5 separate regions of the Mus musculus genome follow, and all the other regions are linked to region 4. A link is a contact called in public Hi-C, HiChIP or PLAC-seq and promoter capture Hi-C data. All regions are on one chromosome and are shown on one strand. The core of a region is the stretch at or near the end of the contact, and the rest is flanking DNA. Distances in the headings are between cores, read along the strand shown. Region 1 has its middle 130 kb from the start of Gm40999. Region 2 has its middle 180 kb from the start of Gm41000. Region 3 has its middle 280 kb from the start of Gm41000. Region 4 holds the start of Irx1 (Iroquois homeobox 1). Region 5 overlaps 1700112M02Rik (a long non-coding RNA gene).

Region 1 (3,570 bases), core at 1,054-3,553, 300 kb before region 4:
TGGCTGTGGCTGGCAGTGGTGTTGGAGAACTGTCAGGAGAGCCCTTCTCTAACAGTGCTTGTGAACAAGGTCCTCAAAGGCCACCTTCCAGTCCCATGTGCTCACCTGTAGGGAAACAGACATCCCATTTGTTTGCTGGTATAAGTATCTCATACCCATAACCTGGGCTTAACCTATGAGGGACTCAACCTCCAAGCTGTTTATTTATCTAAACCCCATCCATCCTTCCTAGGTCTGAATCTATCGCACACTTCCTGTAGTACATGGAGTCCCAACAAATGCCACATCTGCTCTTCAAGATCCTGCTAGCACTTTCCCTTTAAGTTCTTTGGCATGCACTTTAAAATTTACCTTCTCACTCCATTGCTATTGTTCACTGTGGACTAAACTGAATAAAAGATGGTACCTCCACTCTCTGTGCTCAGCCAATCCTATCTCAAGTGAGCTCTGCATGGAGTGTGTTCCATGGCTAGCAGCTACGAACATGCTTGGAAGATGTGTTTTTCATTGTTTGTCCTTTTTTTTTTTTTTTTTTGAGCTGATTTTGAAACATTCATAGGACCTGATTTCCATACCTTTCAGAAACTAATGGGATTAAAAGAACACGTACTTCATCCTCATGTGTTAATAGAGTGATTTTAGTGGAAAACTCTTTGTCAGACATAAATGCCATATTTCTAGTTCTGTATTTTTCAAGGATATTGAAGCTAAGTTTTGTCTGTAATTGAGAAATACTTGTCAAAACATTTTTAGCATAACTATGGGTATTAGTCATAGAAAAGAAACTGATGATAAGGTCAGAAAAGTGATCAATTTATTTCATCAATATTTATTTGTTCATTGAACAGAGGTCTACCAGCAAGGGACTGTGCATTGCCTTGTACTTAAGTCATGAATGAGGTGCTCCAACGGGGTCTCTCCATTTCTAAAGATGCTTATCACAGTATTTTGTCTTAGGAGTTTTTATAGAAAGGGTCTTTGGTTAATTTTTTTTCTGAAAATTGTATAATCAGTCTTATTTGCTTTCTTGCTACTGTAATAAAACACCAGGGCTAAGCCAAATTATTAAAACAAAGAGTTCATTTATGGCTCATAGTTAGAGAGGGTTAGAGTTCATTTGTTGCAGTCAACGTGACAGTAGGTGTCAGGCATGACCAGGAGTGAGAGTCTGAGACTTCACATTATGAGTCACAAACACGAAGCAAAGGGGACACCCTGGAAGTGGCTTAAAGATTTAAACTCCCAAAGCCCACTCCCAGTGATGTACTTCCTCCAGCAATGCACACCTCCTAAACCTCCCAAAGAGCACCACCAATTGGAGATTCAAATATCTGAGTCAGAGCCCTGCTTAGGTGATTCGGTGGGGGGTGTTCTCCTGGTGTCTTCAGACCCTCTGGATCCTACAATCCTTCCTTCCTCTCTTCTGGGGGACTTTCCTTGAGCTCCTAGAGAAGAGATCCGATGGAGATCTCTAATTTAGTCTCTCTCTCTCTCTCTCTCTCTCTCTCTCTCTCTCTCTCTCTCTCTCTCTCTCTCTCTCTCATGTTTTATGAGGGAAGGGTGTTCTCATTTTCTTTTGAAAGCAGACCTCTGGCAGCACTGACCCTTCTGGAAACACAACATTCAACAGACATGGTTGTGTGCATGTGTGAGCTTTAAGTTTGGAAAGAATGAATGACTATGAGATACTTCGAGCTGCTCTCCCAGAGAGCTGGGATTGTGAGAGAAGGAAGAAGTGTGTTCCCAGAAATGTAGAAGGGGTGCAGGGAGTCTGTGCCAGAGCTAGAGAGGCTGAAAAGCTCAAGAAGCACAGGGAGAGAAGGGGAAAGGGTTTAACCAATAACCATTGGTTGAGGCTTGTATCAGCAAACGAGGGCTGGGAGTTACAGATCTTGGAACGGAGACTTGAACAAAATATTTTGAAACACATCTTTCATATAGACTGAGTGAATTGTGTCCTGTGGGACAAGTCCAGAATCCAGTCTGTCTCTGGGAAGAGAGTTTCACTGACCCACACTCACACAGTGCATGCTCATTGTTTTTGGCTGTTACAGGCAAAAACTGGATTCACTTCCACATCCTGGCCTTTTACAAAACAGGGTTTCCAGGCCGCCATCTTGACTGCCTGGGTTCATGTTACTCTCCTCTGTCCCTGTGCGTCACGCCCATGAAGTCTTGCCATCTTTAGTTCACAGTTCAGGAGCGCAATTGAACCCAAGACAGTAAGAGAAGAAAATCCCATTTGCCACCTCTCCAGAGTTGTCACACAACACCTCCAGAGCTGTTACTCACAAGTCCTGGCCTCTAGGATGAGTCAACTGTGAAGGAACTCAGAAACTCCCTTATGTAGCAAGATCCTGACCCCAAGTGAAACCAGGCACACAAGCAGCAAAAGATACTAGACACAGACAGCAGGCAGCTAACCGTTGTCAACTTGAATAAAGCTGGAAGACCCCTGCCTGATTGATGGGCAAGGTGCCTGTGATAGCTGACTGGGATTGGTCCCAACAAGAACTCTCTACATTTAGTGAAATAACCCACCAGGTGAGTATCCCCACACGGTCATCCTGAGTATCCCAGAGCAACTCTCTAGTCAGGCAGGCCTTCGAAGTGGTTAAGATGGATTCTGCCTTTCGACACTCATGTCACACCCCCCCCCCACTTTTTTTTCCTTCTCAGAGAAAAACCTGTCACAAGGATACTGGAACACTAAGACAAATTTCAGGCTGTAATTTATGGAATGTTGCATACCATTTAGCTAGCAGATCTCTGCTGCTCCATTATAAATGTCAGAAGCTTCAACTACACTCTACAACCGTGTAGGAAAGAAATTTCAAAACATAAATTACAAGGTCCTTTAAAATATATAGCCCTGTACGGGCAGCCTAGTTTTACCAGGTTGTCATGATCTTTCACGTAAATATGAGGCTAATGTCTTTTTTTAAAGTACTATTTTGTCTTCCTGGCTGATGGAGACATCTCTAAAGAAGTCAGTTTTTAACATTATATTTAGGAAAGAGTGAAGATGAGGTTCTGTCCACAGACTTGTGGAATCACCCTTGGCCTTAACGCCTGGAAATGGCAGTTGGTGGAAATTATGCTGATTGTCATCTAACCAAGGTAGAGCAGCAACCCAGGGACAAAGGGACAGACAGATACCTGGTAATAAGCCTCTTGCTACTGCTGCCCTGCAGTGGTTCCTCTGTAGAAAAGCCAGCATCTCCTGTAGCTGTGCACCTCAGTAGCCCTCTGCTCTGCCACTGGTGATGAAACACTCCTGCAGCAGGACCTGGAACTCCCACAGGACTACCACAGGACCTGGAACTCCCTCCAATTTTCCTCCCCAGACAGCAGGGATCCTGAGGTGAGTATTCATGTTCCTGTGAAGGTAATACTGAATAGAAAACCCAGACAGATATATACAGAGAGAGAGTCCTCCCTCTCCCCCAAAATAAAGGCTGCCCAAGGAGTATGGAGTAGCAGGATCAGAATATAGAAGAATGCAACCGTATCACGACTGAGGCCTGAAGGCTGCTCGGTGCCATCAAGGGTCACACTGATTTCACAAAC
Region 2 (3,379 bases), core at 87-2,586, 390 kb after region 4:
TGGTTTTGTATATTACCTAAAATAAATAATATAAAACCACACATATAATCTCAAAGTTCTGGATGACTGAGGCAAGTATCTCCTCAAGTTGCAGGTCACTCTGTACTAAAACAAACTGAAAAGGTAAAAGCTAAATTATAAATAAATAAATAAATAAATAATCTGAGGAAGAGGAGGAGGAGGGGGAGGAGAGGAGGAAAGTTTGTTTTTTATACCACAAAACTTGAGAGCTCCTTTTCAGAAGAATATTTTCTTCATTAAAATTGGCAGCTATTGGGCTGAAAAACAAGAACAAAAACAAAAAGCTCATCAGTTAAGACACTTGCTATCTTTGCAGAGGACTGGGTTGAAAGCCAGCTGGTGACTAACAACTGCTTATAACTCCAGTGGCAGGGAATCTGGCACCCTCTTCTGACCTCAGACATTTACACACACATGGTGCATATACACAGGCAACACACTTGTACATATAAAAAGGTAATTTTAAAAGGGGATCAGCTGTTATACTTCCCACCCAAAGGATTAAAATCAATTAGGGTTAGAGATTACATCTTAGGTTTTTTCTCTTCCCCAGCAAAAGAGCAGGACCCCTTACTGTCTATAGGGAGGGTTGGGAGTGCCTGCCTTATCTCGGTAAGGTGAGGTTGACTGCCAGGACAGTGACACTAAGATCCACCTGTCATCAGTATCAATGTGATGAGGCATCGACTTGTCTTGCCTGCCTGGGAATCCTGTGAGCTACATCCAAGAGGCAGGGATGCTTAACCCAGCCCTGTTCCCACTGCACTACATGTGGCCTCTGTCAAATGTGGGGCAGCGTGCAGAATGACAGTAAATCTATACAGCAGTGGCACAATCTGCCATCAGACAGGCGCACAGGCCAACCTAACATCACTAAACTGCATCATGAGGAGGGTGGAAGACAAGGCCTAATGATGGCCTCACTGAGCACTATCAGAGGGGGTCCGAAGCCATACGGACTGGGATCCTTCAGCTCAGGTGGTCCTGCAGGGGACGCAGCTGAGTTTTGGGTGACCTGACTCTCAGGACAAGGGTGTAGAGAGCAGCTGCAGTCAGAGCTTATTCTCATTCCATTCTGATGTCGAGGTGAGGGTGAGGGTATTGGCCAGGGTTGAGGATTTTTTTTCTACACTCTGAATGAACACGCTGAGAGGAACCACGCAGCATTTTACCATGTCGTTGTAAAAAATGCCTGAGTAAATGGGGTGACAAGGAAATGACATTTCAGGGTGTTCTTTCAAAGGACCAGGGTTCCAGACACCCCATGTGGCTGTTCTCTGTACTGATCAGCTAGCGTGTGCTTTTTCTAGTGATCACTGATATCCTGATGGAGTGTCACTCCTACACGGGGAAGCTAAGAACTCACTTTCCGCTCTTCCTACACTGTGCCTTTTTATTTCTGCTTTCTTTTGTTAGGTGAAGACAAGATTTTCTTGGGTTAAAAAAAAAAAAAAAAAAAAAAAGAGGGGAAGAAGCTGTTGAATAGTAATATGGTCCTTTCATGTATATGCAAGAAAAAGATCTTTTCACACCTTGATGAAATTAGCATAAATTTAAATACTAATGAATTGCCAGCGACTGGTTAAGAATACCAAGAAAGAAGCCCATTCTCAGTTGGAGTCCCTGTAGGCAGGGCAGACTCTGGAGGCACCTGCAGGCTCACCCGGTGTGACCAGATGCAGAAGTCTTTACTCAAGCCTGAAAGAACTGGCAGTGCCAAGGTAGTAAGAAGGTCACATGGTCTCCTCAGGGAAAAGTTTTCTCAAAGTGGGAAACTGAGCCCAGGTGAAAGGCAGCATAGGTCTGGGATGCACCTGGCTCCTTGACTAAGATCCTTCCTTCTGCCGTTTGGTGGAAGGAGAGGCATTTTGTCCTTACCGTGCTGCTTGGCTGGGTATCTGATTGACAAAGTGCTGGGCTATGTGTCCTGGACTTGGATGCTGTGTGGTAGCTTGAGAAGTTGACTCAGGTTCTGTCGGGGCGTCTTTAAGGTATGATCAGTTATTGAGGACATGAGGCAGCCATTGTGGATGGTGTTCCTGCTGTATCTTTGTATCTGGAGTGGTTTTGTGGAAGTGTTTCTGGTGCTCCGCTTGTTCAGTGTGTTGGGTGACTGGAGGCAAAGCACAAGGTCCTTTACGGCATCAAAAGCAAACTGTTGTTCCTTGTCTAGTGAGCGCCCGTCCTGTGCTTTGCTTTCTGCAATGCTTTCTTACTACTCAAGGTCATGCTGCACAGCTGGGTTGGGTCACATGGCCGGCTCAGCCGGACATTGCCTTATGTTATTTTCTACTTTCTTAGATAGAGTCTTGCTGCTTAGATCAGGCCCCTCTTAAACTGGCAGTCCTGCTGCCTTCGCCTCCCCAATATGAGGATTACAGACATGCATCACCTTACTGTACCTGTCTTAGTCTGGAAGTTTAACCCAATGTCTCAACATCCGAGTCTTGAATACAGGTAGAGCCTGAGAAACTTTGTTGTCTCTACTTGTGATGCAAAGCAGGAAGGCGACTACCATGAGGGCTTCAAGCCAAAGGCCTCTGGCTGCTTTTCTGTTGATTATTTTCACTTAACAATGGGTAGTTGTGGAAGTGTGTTCAGTATATTCATGTATATTTTTGTGTGTATGTATTTGTGTATGAATATGTGCATATGATTAATTTCATCTCATGCTTTTATTCTCTATCATGCTTATTTTAATCCCCATTCCTACCGTCCTTCTCCCAGATTCATGATTCTGGAGTTTATTTTGTGACTCATATACTTTAATCAGAGCCATCTTTGTGACCTTTGGGTTGGAACTCCCCACAGGAGCTTGGTGGTGTCACTAGTGGAGAGACAAATGAAAAAAATACTTTCCCTGCCTCCTTTATCAGTAGCATAGTTCAGCACTGATGGTCACAGCTCTCTGAGCCTCTCTTCATCCTACACTTCACTATTGGCAGGCACATCTTTGTGAAGATCTAGTGTAAGCGCCTGGCGTGAGTTCATGGGTATAATGGCTATGTTTTGCCCAAGTGATTGCATGTCTTGATAATTCTCTCTATCTTTGGACTCTTATATTCTTCTCATCATGACCCTCTTCTGAAATGCCCATGAGCCTTAGAGGGTGTGGAATAAACATCTTGTTAAGGGTTGAAACTTCAGTCCCACAACCGGGGGAAGGGGGCGTTGAAAACAGAACTTCTAAAATGATTCTAGGTCTGTTCATCAAGTATCAGTTTCCCAGCAAACCTGAGCAAGGTAGGACTAAGTATTTTTGTTGAGACTCACTTGCATGTGTGTGTACATGTATGTGCACCATGAGTGTATGTGTGTATAGGTATATAGTGTGTAGAGACCAGGAGAGCTTATCAAG
Region 3 (3,381 bases), core at 258-2,757, 290 kb after region 4:
TTTCTATGAAAATTTTGATATTGTTTATCATGTATTCATACTAAAAACAATTCTACAATATCTCAACAAAGTAACTTACTTTCTATTTTGTAATTACTTTTTAAACTATTAAGGAAATGGGGCTGTGAAATTCTGAATGTATCATAAAGAGATCTCTCTGTAGCTATCAGGAGCTCTCTTAGAGGGTACTACCTTCAACTTCTATCACAGCAATGGACCTGATGTTGTGACTTTGACTGTGAAACACTTAAAATTAGTGTACAGACCAATAGTTCTAATAAATTCTTCTTTTTCATTCTTTATTTTGCTTTTGACAGTCCCATGGTTGCTTGACACATTATCAGCATTGGTGGACTCTATGATGTCAGCTTACCAGCTTACAAGCTGTGTGGTGTTGTTCTTACAAATACCTGAAAGGCTAAAATACATGTGGAGCATATGTCTTACTATAGATGAACAAACCTACATGGTTGCATTTAGGCTTCTGCCATGACCCCTCAGTTAGTGTCCTCCTACTAAGTCAATGATGTCTCATCAGGGACACCATGAATGAATGGGAGACCTCAGACAGCAAGATTTGGAAGCCGGGATCATGGGCTACACTTGGGAATGGGGCATCTCCAAGTCACCCAGACAGGCTTGATGTTAAAAGGAAACCAAGGTCTAAGTCACACCAATTAGCTCTCCTGTAGTCTATGTCATTTTTTCATCAACAGGGCTCCATCTAAGATTATTGTTTGATGGATTTTCTTTGTGTTTTCTCTTGAGCTAATATCTTACTCTGTAACACAGGCCAATTTCAAGCTCAATATGCAATCCAAGTTACCCTCAGCCTCTCAAGTACTGAAATCATAGACCAGAGCCACCACATCCAGTTACCATCTTAAAATACTCCCAGAATCCTTAAAGGGGGCTCTGGCCTTTGAATTCTGCTGTGGTGTCTCAAATTATGCATCTGCTTCTGGCTCTGAAAATCATTCTATGTCCAGGAAAAGCAATTATGCCAAAGGGTTCTAAACGTTTACCCCGAGCAAGTTCGGGATAAGGTGCAAAAAATTCTCTCTGTCTCCTCTATTCCTTGCACCACTGGATGTCTATGTACAGAAGTCACTGCTGCCCGTGCTGAGATTCTGAGGTCTGTTGTAGTCTCCCCTCCCCCAGCCTGAAACCTGCTTGCTCAGGGGTGGAGCTTCCTGCTCATTCGTTCTGCCACGCCCACTGCTGGAACCTGTCGCTTTGTTGTTTGGAGCCACACACGTGCTCACCTTTTTACTGGACCAGAGATTATTCGGCGGGAATCGGGTCCCCTCCCCCTTCCTTCATAACTAGTGTCGCAACAATAAAATTTGAGCTTTGATCAAAATAACTGTCTTGGCTACATTTCTTTCTCTCGCCACCTAGCCCCTCTTTTCTTCCAGGTTTCCAAAATGCCTTTCCAGGCTAGAACCCAAGTTGTGGTCTGCTGGCCGGACACAACACCTGGTAATTGTTAACTCTCAAGACAGTTTCTAAGAGCCCCTAACGATAGCACATTTGCATTGCAGGTTCCAGCAATGGTCAGGGTGGGTCAGGGTGACTTTCTTTGAATGAACACTCCTTGAACCCAGGAAGCGGGTGGGTGGAGGAATGTCGCTATCTGTTTTATGATTAGCATACCTTGGAGCACTGAGTTTACTACTCTTTCAAAACAACTAACTGAAAAGCCTGGAGCTAGTCTGTAACATCAAGAATGTATTTCCCAAATATGTAGGGTTGGTCTATAGGCTCTGTTGTTGAAATAATGGCAAACATGCATGAAACTAGCTACTTACTCATGTAGAAGCATGAAAGGATAACTCTTAAGAGATTTTGTTCTGAGGATGAGCTCAGTGGACACTCCAATGGCACTTCAGAACTTCTGGTTCTATGGAAACCTGATGCTCTGAGCAATGTGCCAACAGAGTTATACTCCATGGCTGGATTATAAATCATTTCCTTTGCTATCTTGGCACCAGGAGTTTGGGATAAATATGTATCCAATAGTGCTGGTAATGATGGAGTATGTGAAACCTTAATAGTGATTCAAAGTTATCAAAAGTCAGTAATTTCTGTGAAGGGAGCATGTTCTGTGTTGCAGTGACTGGAAACTTCCCTGAAGCCTTGATTAAAAGTCCCATCAGGTCAAGGTCTGGATCTGCTAGGCATAGACTAAGTATATTAGGAACCCCAAAACCTTGTGGTCTCCAAAACAGGACTCTTCCAAATTCAGTATCATGGAAACACAATGTGGTGACAACTCTTTCTATAAGAATGGGACAGTTGTAGGAGGAAGATGAGTTCAAGAAGAAAATCAGCCTTTTCATCGCAAAAACAAGGGAATAGCAGCAGAGAGGCCAGATTCTAGAACAAAAACTGTGGCCCTCTCCTCAGCCCTAGACAGAACTTCCAGCCTGACCTAACAGTTCATTTGCCTGCCCTATACTTCTGAAAATCTGGGAGCTATTTGCACTTACCTAAGAGTTTTATCAGACATAAGAGTGAGGAGGGGGCATTCATGATACACAAGGGCCACAGTAACTATGTTGAGTGCGAAGGATCAATTGTTTCTTTTGCCAATGTGTTCAAGGCTATTTTTCACTCTCTCTTCTATTAAATTTAGTATATTTGGGGTTTTTTGTTGAGGTTCGTTATTCCCTTAGACTTGAGTTTTGTGCAGGGTAATAAATATGGATCTATTTGCATTCTTCTACATGTAGACATTCAATCAGTTAGACCAGCATCATTTTTCCATTATATGGTTTTGGCTTCTTTGTCAAAATGAAGTGTATGTAGGTATGTGTGTTTAGTGTGTTTATTTCTGGATCTTTAATTCAATTTCATTGATCAATCTGTCTGTCTCTGTATCAATAGCAAATACACGGTATTTTTAATAATAAGCATTTCCTATTCAGTTCAGGTGGGTAACCAACATTAATTGCAATTGCCTATCTCATGCAGAAGTCTTGGGAACTTCCTTGGACAAACATCTATTTCTAGAAAGAAAATGAACCTTTAGCACTGGATTTTTAAATCAGTTAACTTGTGCATTCTGGGACTGTATTTTTTCACTTAGGCAGAGTGCCTTCTGAGTGTAAGCTCTTCAGCTGTTGACTTTACAGTTATAGATCTGGCTGTTGTGGGGTTCTGATGGCTAGTTTTATGTTAACCTGACACAAGTAATCATTTGAGAAGAGGGAACTTCAATTGAGAAAATGCCTCTATAACATAGGGCAAGCCCATAGGGCATTTTCTTAATTAGTGATTGGTGTAAGTTGGCCCAGTCCGTGGTGGGTGGTGCCATCCGTGGACTTGGTTCTATAAGAAAGCAGGCTGAGCAAGCCACAGGGCCTGAGCTAATAAGAA
Region 4 (3,388 bases), core at 11-2,510:
CCCTTATGTAACACGGGAAGAAAAGTGCTTTTCTTTCGGCTCAAATGAAAAGTTTGGCAACTTACGAAAGTAAAGGCAAACACCGTTTCGGAAGCCAGAATTTATGTCAACTTAGTATTTCTTAGCCCCGATTCCTATGGTCCCTACACACTCCATTAAGAGACCTCTCTGCTCTGCTGATGTCTATTGTTTGTTGGGATGTTTTTGATCGACTCCGCTAGGTTTAACCGGTTCCTTTTGGCAAAGTCTAGGGCAACTATCTCTGCTCTGCCAAAGAGGGAGAAGGAAGGTCTTCTGGGCCCAAGGGAAAGCTCTTGCGGCGCTCAGGCGAGGCCGGCCGCCAGGTTAGGGCAGTGTTAGTAAAGCGGCCCTGGCTGAGGGGGCCCGGCGGGCCTGCCCTGTCGCACTGGAGGAGCCTGGCGGTTTTGCCCGGGACCTCCAGAGCCTGCCGCGGTCTCAGGCCTTCTCTGGAGGCTTCTCTCCACTAGCGCGCAACCCGCTTTTCGACTCCGGTCTCCAACCTCCCAAGACCACAGTGGTCACTGCCTGGGCCTCTGGGCACTCCCGAGTCCCCAGGGAAAGAGGTCTCCGCCACCGGATTCCCTCTGCAGGACCCTTCTCGTTCCTTTCCCAGACACTGCCTGCGGATCCTCTGTTTCTCTGTTGGGCCAGCCGCTCCCGATGTCCCCAGGCGCGGTGATCTCCCGTGGGTGCGGGCCAGGAGGACGCGCGGGAGGCGGGAGCACTCACCATCTGCGAGAAGAGGCTGAGGTCCGCGGCATAGGGCAAGAAGGCGCTGTAGTTGGGTGCGCCCGCGTACGGTCCCGCCGCGGCATACATGCCTAGCACCGAGGTGACCGCGGCCGCTCCCGCGCCCGCTCCCAGCTCCGCAGTCCCGGGACGGCCCGACGAGGCGGCGGCCGCAGCAGCCGCGGCCGCAGCCAGCACCCCAGGGCGCTCTCCACCATAGGCGCCCGGGCCCGCGGCGCTTAGGTATTGCGGGTAGCCCAGCTGCGGGAAGGACATGTCCGCGGGCTCGGTGGTGGCGGAGGGCAACACTAACTGCGCGGGCAAGAAGACCGGCTGGCGATCCGAGGAGGCGCGACTCGGGGGCTGCGGGCCGCGGGCCGGGCGCGCTCCGGCCGGCCCGGGGGCGGGGGCCGCTCGCTGTTCCTCGGCCCAGTGCTCGCTGGCGGCGCCCGGCTCCCGGCTGCGCCCGTATCCGAGATCGCGCGCCGACTGCGGCGGCCGCCCTCCGCTCGGCGGCGGGGCTCTCAGACACAATTTGAAGTTGATGCTTTGATTGGCATCCCCTTGAGCACAGGCCCCGCCCCTGGCTCCCCTCCCGCCCCCTCCCTGCCTCCAGCCCGCCCTCGCTGGCCGCTCCCGCCCCTCACGGCGAGCACGTGGTGCCCCGCGCCCGCCGGGCCACCTCCTCCTCCGGTGGGCGCGCACGGCCCGTCTGCTGGTGTGGGTCCGGAGGCCGCAGGCTCCTTCCCAACCAGCCCCCGCGGCTTTTGACAACCTGTCGACACCGGTTTACAGCTGTCTGACACCCGGTTTTGCAACGGAGATCTGTTCCCCCATCCCCTTTTAACAAAAGCAACTCGGGGATTGCGTTTCTACAGCTGGGGTGGCAGGGAAAGAGGCCTGGGGCCAGGGGACAGTCTATAGCGAACAGCCTTTCCTCTGTGGCTGGCTCTGCAGCACCTCCATGGGACATATTTGGCTGAAGTGTTCAGATAAATCTACGCGTGGCTTGACACCTCGGATACAGGGTGCGTCGTCTCTCTGGCCCCACTTGGTATCAACAGATACTCTGGAAATTGCTGCCCCCCCCCCCTTGCACTTGGAGAATCGGGTTGTGGCCGGCCGCGCTCTGTCAGCTTCTCCAAATATAAAAACTTTTAAAATGGGCAAGCCAGCTGAGAGGTCGCTGCCTAGCGGAGGAGAGCTCCTAGAGGGTGGGGGAAAGAATTGTAGGAGGGGAAGGACCTTCGCAAGGTAAAAGAACTGGCAAATCTTGCCCACAGTCATCTACCACCCTCTTCCAGTTTGGGAGAAGCCTGAAAGGCCTGGGCTCCTGCGTTTGTCCACTAGGTGTGCAGACGCGGAGAGTCAACACGAGTGGAGCTCAGGTACCTGAGGTGGCGCTGCGACTAGCCAGTCCAACAGGACAGGACAGCCGCCAGTCCCCTGTCTTTGAGTCTCCCACGACACCCCCCCCCCCCATCCCCGCCCAATTCCTATCTCAAACGCTGGGAAAATAAGAACCAGGCAATTTGAAAGCCAGGGGCCTGGCTGCTCTGTTCTCAGGGCAGACTTGAAATGCTCATTCCTCTCTCCTCTCTCAATCAGTGCGGCTGACCAGAGAAAGATGCTTCTGCTCATGGTGCCCTAGATTGGTATTGGAAGTGCAGAACCAAAATGTCCAGAGACTCCTAGTGCCTCGTTTCTTGCTGCTGTCTATAATGTGGCAGAGGCTTGAGTGTGTCACATCACACGGTGCTGGTGGAGCTTCACCTTCAGGGTCTAATTTCAGACTCAGAGAATTAAGGGGTACAGTGACAGGTTTGACAGAGAGCCCCAACATGCATACTGGAATGCTGCTGTCCAGGGCCATTGGGACCCTGGACACCAGCTAAGGCACACTTGCTTGCCTGGTGTCTCCTGCAACATCAGGAAGTCCTCACTTATAGGTCTTGAAATCAGATACTAAACCTTGCCTGTAATTAGGCACAATACAGCTCTTAAAAGTAGTTACTAATTACTAGTGGGAAAATCAGGTAATCTTCATTTTCTCTGCTCTGGGTTGGATCTTCTCACTTAATCAGGCTGTTTCCTCCATCTGACCCTGCCTACTTCATGACCCCAACACCCCTTGGAATGTCAGGACCTGCTTTCCTGCTTGGATTTAGTCTGGAGGGTACCCCAAGGGAACCCCCAGAGTTCTAGCTTCTGAAGCTCCTAATTGTGACCTCTTCTTGGTTCCCAGCTATTCAGTCATCTTGTAACCAGAATCTTGGGACCCTTATCTTACATCCTCCAAACAAACAAACCACTGCAGGGAAGTTCTGGAGAAGAGCGGTCTGACCATTGTTCTGGCTCAGTGAACCCAGGACTCACTTCAGATGACAGGTAAATTCAGGAAAGATAAGCCCTGAGCTGTTACCTCAGAGAAGGAGGGAGGAAGTCAGTCCAAATACATCTCCCTACCAGTATGTAGTGGCAGAGGGGTTACCGCTTGTCATTACTCCCACAACTGTCTGCTTGAGTTGCAGGTGTTGGGCCTCCTGCCTTAGGTCTATTAGACTTATTTGGAAAGGGTTTGGGAAAGAATTGAGAATTGGGGACACTTTGTCCTCACACCCACTGGCCCACCATTGCT
Region 5 (3,365 bases), core at 263-2,762, 460 kb before region 4:
AGATGATTGGCTTCACAGTTTGTACACAGACATGACCTTACACCCGGGTATTAACTTACATGCTGCAAGAACGTGGTTGCTATTAAATTATGTCAAGTGTTTGGTCTGAGTGATATGTTACAAGGGATTTTGACTCCTTCCTAAAATGCACGCACGGTAAAGCAGCCTCATTCTCTCTGTACCATATGTGTCAATATGTCTTTAAATAAAGTGCAAGAGCTCATAGGGTCCCATTGATACTGCACACCTAGATGAGCATGATGAGAGAGAAAGAGAGAAGAGAGGAGAGGGGGAGGGGAGGAGACCAGGCACAGTTGGAAAAGAAAGCCCATGTATCCAGCAAAGCATTGTAACTGTGACAGAGTTGCTAACATTGTGGTATATTTTTTTCCTAACTAGTAAAACATAGTTACAAAAACCCCATATTTAAAGTTTGTTTGCATTTTCTGCACAACTGAATAGCAGACCTGTGGTCTGGTCCTTGCTTCCTCCTTTCTTGTTTGTTTTGAAGGAGAGAGGGGTCCTGCAAAACCTAGTGAATGATGGTGCATTTTCTAAAATGATCACCTATCCCTACTCACAGCCCGTAACAAACGGAAACTCCCAAGGAACTCTGCCACAAGAGACAGAATGTCTACGTGCCTCTAGAAGCTCCTGGGGAAAGTGCCACATTTCAGTCGTGCTGAAGGATATTTAACTATATACTCACGTTCCCAGAGCCAGGGAGACACTGATGTTGTCACCCTACCGGGTGTGAACACACCCAGCCAGGGACATGTGGCTTACTCACTGCAGCTTCAGGGACATGATGGGATGTTCCTCACATCCCGGTACCCAACAGAGCATTGATAGAACCATGACTACAAATACCAAGGCAAGTGACTTTCCCAGAGGCTTGACCTTCACCATCCCTCCACGCTCAAGAACTGTGAACGGCACAGGGTGCAGAGTAACCTTCCTAAGTTTAGTGAGGGGCTTATCAGCACAGAAAACCACAAACAAAATCTAGCTTGCAATGAGAAACAGGGCTTTCCTGACCTTTATCCAGTTTTAAATCACCCCGAATCCATGTACAGTCTATGAAAAGGTGTTTGAAGTTTCCCCGTAGCTACACGTAAAAGTTCAGAGTCAGCAGCACAGGTAACTTTGGAGGCGGAGTTTGTAGGTTAGTGGTGTTCACTCTGCAGTATAGTATGTGGGAAGGGATGAGAGCCAGCGTGCTCAGTGCGCAGGCGCAGAGCCACAAGGCTGGACAAAACCCAGAAGCCACTGCCCAGCACCCATTTCTTTACAGTTGGGAAACCAGAAGCCCCAGAAATGTTTGCGTTTAAGGAAAAGCCCCAGTAATAGACCTACTCTGTCTGCGTTCCCTCTCTGCTGGGATAGAGTCCCGGAGCCATCTGCCTTCCCAGTGACAGCATGCTGCTTATGCAAATGAGGGCCTACACAAAGGTGGCTTCAGTGGAGGGTGTGACTTGTTTCCCTGGCAGGATCCCCCTACTTTAGGGACTCAGGAGAGAGCTGATGGGCTGAGCACAAAAGGTTACAGTGTAGTCTAATGTATGCGCCTTTCCTGCGGAACCCTAAGAGTGCCCCACTAAAGAGAGTTTACACCAGCCTCATCCGAATTTAAAAGAGACATTTATTGCATTCAGAGAATGTGGTGACTTCCACTGTGTGTCCCCCAGCAAAGGTCTGCTTTGAAAAGGCCTTTTATCATGCAGGAAGAAAGCGTGGTCAGCCAGGGGATAGAGAACTCCAGGGGGGAGGGCACCACTGAGCCCCAAGCAACTTTGGCTGTCAGGTTTTCCCAGTGCCCTGGGCCTGGCCTTTCCATCGCTCCTTAATTGATTGGGTTAATATAAACCCCAGCGTTGCCGAGTTTGTGTGGCCCTCATAATAAGGCTGTTGTGGGCTTCTCTCTGCTCTTGTGTCCCTCGCTTAAGAATGCATCACTCCACACAGTTCCAAAGTGTTAGCAAGTGAAAGGAGGTACAATCACTTCATTAATGATTTGTAAACAGAATAACCAAGCCGCCACCACCTGCACGGGCTCCGGAGTAGGAGACAGCTCTGTTCAAGCTCTGCCCAGTGCCACAGCCGGAATTCAGGCTGCAGAGTAAATAAATGGCCTAGCCAGCCCTTTCACACTGTTGCCAAAGGCTGTGAGTCAAGGAACGACCATGTCTTCATATTTGGAGAGGCATTTCAGAAGGACATGAGATTAGGATTTTTTTTTTAAGGAAAGCAAAGAAGCCTGCCATGAATACTGATAATTTTAGAAACAGAACATGAGTATAGATGAAGCCCAAGCAATGTGGCTGTTCTGAACAGCAGTGTATGTGATAGCAGCCTGTTTCAGGTTTGCTTTTCTCCACCCTGACCACACCCTGTCATGATAACATCCCCTAGGACGTGTCATCCTTCAGGGAGAACACAGAACTCGGGCTGCTGAAGGTGGTAGAGTCAGGGCTAAGTATGAACTCCTCTATGAACCCATGAGAGGACAAACTTCATGTTGTATTTGAAGTCATGACACATCATGGTCATGTGTTCATGGATCATTTCCATCTCTGGCACCTGTGGTCTTTGGAGGGTCAGGAGCCAGTGCTCTATTGTTTGCTTTCTGTGTGGTCCTGAGAACCCAGCTCTATGGGATACACCTACCCTCCTCCACGGCCTCAGTGGATAGGATGGCTAAAAGAGACCGGTCATCCTGTGAAATTAACACCTTCACAGGAGGAGAGTGTAGTAAAGGCGGGAAGGTTAATACCATGAACTTCCAAGCTATGCTTGTGTTAAAGCCCCACCCCACCCCACCCTTGCTGTCCTGATGGCTGCTTAGAACTTTGTTGTTGTGTCTAGAGTGTTGAGATGCTGATGGTCTAGAGGCAGATAGATTGTCTTGAGCTAACTTTAACTCCTTAATTTGGTCACTTGCTGCACACCTCTGCATCTGACTTAGCATCCTTCTTACTGTCACAGCAAACCTTTTTCAGAAGTACCAACTTAAGAGAGCATGTCTTCTTATCCAACAACGAAGAATGACATCAGACTTCATCTTAGGCCTATAGCAGAGATCCTTGCTTTCTGTGACTTGCCTACCTGATGTCCCCATGAACGTGGGAACTATTTAGATTATGACTTCTGCTTTTGTTCTATAACTATAAAAGTGCCATGATTCTGTTAACACATTGGAGAAGGTATTTGAGGCAACCCGAGTCCATGTTTCTTTCTCAACTTGGACCACCAATATTTGACTCCAGAAAAAAATTGTCTTTCACTTCTTCTAGGGAGTGAGCTATGTTTTGGCTGATAAATCAGTGAAATCAGACAGTGTGAAAGGAGGCCTTCTAAGTGGCTGT

The links. Promoter capture Hi-C pulls out the DNA fragments that hold promoters and counts their contacts. Hi-C and Micro-C count contacts between places; a contact is called where the count stands out from the background. HiChIP or PLAC-seq counts read pairs in DNA pulled down with a chosen protein or histone mark.
Region 1: a Hi-C map of adipose-derived mesenchymal stem cells shows a contact between it and region 4, with 2.3 times the contacts expected there. The contact joins the enhancer-like site here to the promoter of Irx1 in region 4. A contact is called at or near these places in 2 of 39 promoter capture datasets (the 3T3-L1 cell line and 3T3-L1-derived adipocytes), 4 of 484 Hi-C or Micro-C datasets (adipose-derived mesenchymal stem cells, embryonic fibroblasts and uterus), 1 of 115 datasets of contacts at active chromatin or transcription factors (embryonic hindbrain) and 3 of 9 other capture datasets (adipose tissue, liver and pancreatic islet).
Region 2: an H3K4me3 HiChIP or PLAC-seq map of the SCID.adh cell line shows a contact between it and region 4, with 29 read pairs. The contact joins the enhancer-like site here to the promoter of Irx1 in region 4. A contact is called at or near these places in 2 of 39 promoter capture datasets (embryonic stem cells and hippocampal neurons), 9 of 484 Hi-C or Micro-C datasets (the Patski cell line, adipose-derived mesenchymal stem cells, embryonic stem cells and 2 more), 11 of 115 datasets of contacts at active chromatin or transcription factors (the SCID.adh cell line, astrocytes, craniofacial prominence and 8 more) and 3 of 9 other capture datasets (adipose tissue, embryonic stem cells and liver).
Region 3: a promoter capture Hi-C map of embryonic stem cells shows a contact between it and region 4, with 2.6 times the contacts expected there. The contact joins the enhancer-like site here to the promoter of Irx1 in region 4. A contact is called at or near these places in 1 of 39 promoter capture datasets (embryonic stem cells), 4 of 484 Hi-C or Micro-C datasets (cerebellum and embryonic stem cells), 6 of 115 datasets of contacts at active chromatin or transcription factors (the SCID.adh cell line, embryonic hindbrain, embryonic midbrain and 3 more) and 1 of 9 other capture datasets (pancreatic islet).
Region 5: an H3K27ac HiChIP or PLAC-seq map of stem cell-derived neural progenitor cells shows a contact between it and region 4, with 4 times the contacts expected there. The contact joins the enhancer-like site here to the promoter of Irx1 in region 4. A contact is called at or near these places in 1 of 39 promoter capture datasets (the C10 cell line), 3 of 484 Hi-C or Micro-C datasets (cerebral cortex and embryonic stem cells), 12 of 115 datasets of contacts at active chromatin or transcription factors (astrocytes, embryonic basal ganglia, embryonic hindbrain and 6 more) and 2 of 9 other capture datasets (adipose tissue and liver).

What each region holds. Positions count from the first base shown.
Region 1 is chr13:71,656,943-71,660,512 of GRCm38.p6, forward strand. No RefSeq gene overlaps it. Among named protein-coding and RNA genes, the nearest start is that of Gm40999, 130 kb to the right of the region's middle. Within about 2 kb of position 2,304, at least 14 of the 459 cell types and tissues checked have an H3K27ac peak or open chromatin away from gene starts, as enhancers often do. A contact at or near this core is called in adipose-derived mesenchymal stem cells, where this site is marked.
Region 2 is chr13:72,357,090-72,360,468 of GRCm38.p6, forward strand. No RefSeq gene overlaps it. Among named protein-coding and RNA genes, the nearest start is that of Gm41000, 180 kb to the right of the region's middle. Within about 2 kb of position 1,337, at least 5 of the 459 cell types and tissues checked have an H3K27ac peak or open chromatin away from gene starts, as enhancers often do. A contact at or near this core is called in the SCID.adh cell line, where this site is marked.
Region 3 is chr13:72,252,239-72,255,619 of GRCm38.p6, forward strand. No RefSeq gene overlaps it. Among named protein-coding and RNA genes, the nearest start is that of Gm41000, 280 kb to the right of the region's middle. Within about 2 kb of position 1,508, at least 5 of the 459 cell types and tissues checked have an H3K27ac peak or open chromatin away from gene starts, as enhancers often do. A contact at or near this core is called in embryonic stem cells, where this site is marked.
Region 4 is chr13:71,962,463-71,965,850 of GRCm38.p6, forward strand. It overlaps Irx1 (Iroquois homeobox 1), which reads right to left and starts at 1,261. Exons shown (of 4, transcript NM_010573.2): 1 at 751-1,261. The coding sequence starts at 1,026.
Region 5 is chr13:71,506,284-71,509,648 of GRCm38.p6, forward strand. All of the region lies in intron 1 of 1700112M02Rik (a long non-coding RNA gene), which reads left to right. Among named protein-coding and RNA genes, the nearest start is that of 1700112M02Rik, 20 kb to the left of the region's middle. Within about 2 kb of position 1,513, at least 60 of the 459 cell types and tissues checked have an H3K27ac peak or open chromatin away from gene starts, as enhancers often do. A contact at or near this core is called in astrocytes, embryonic basal ganglia, kidney and 2 more, where this site is marked.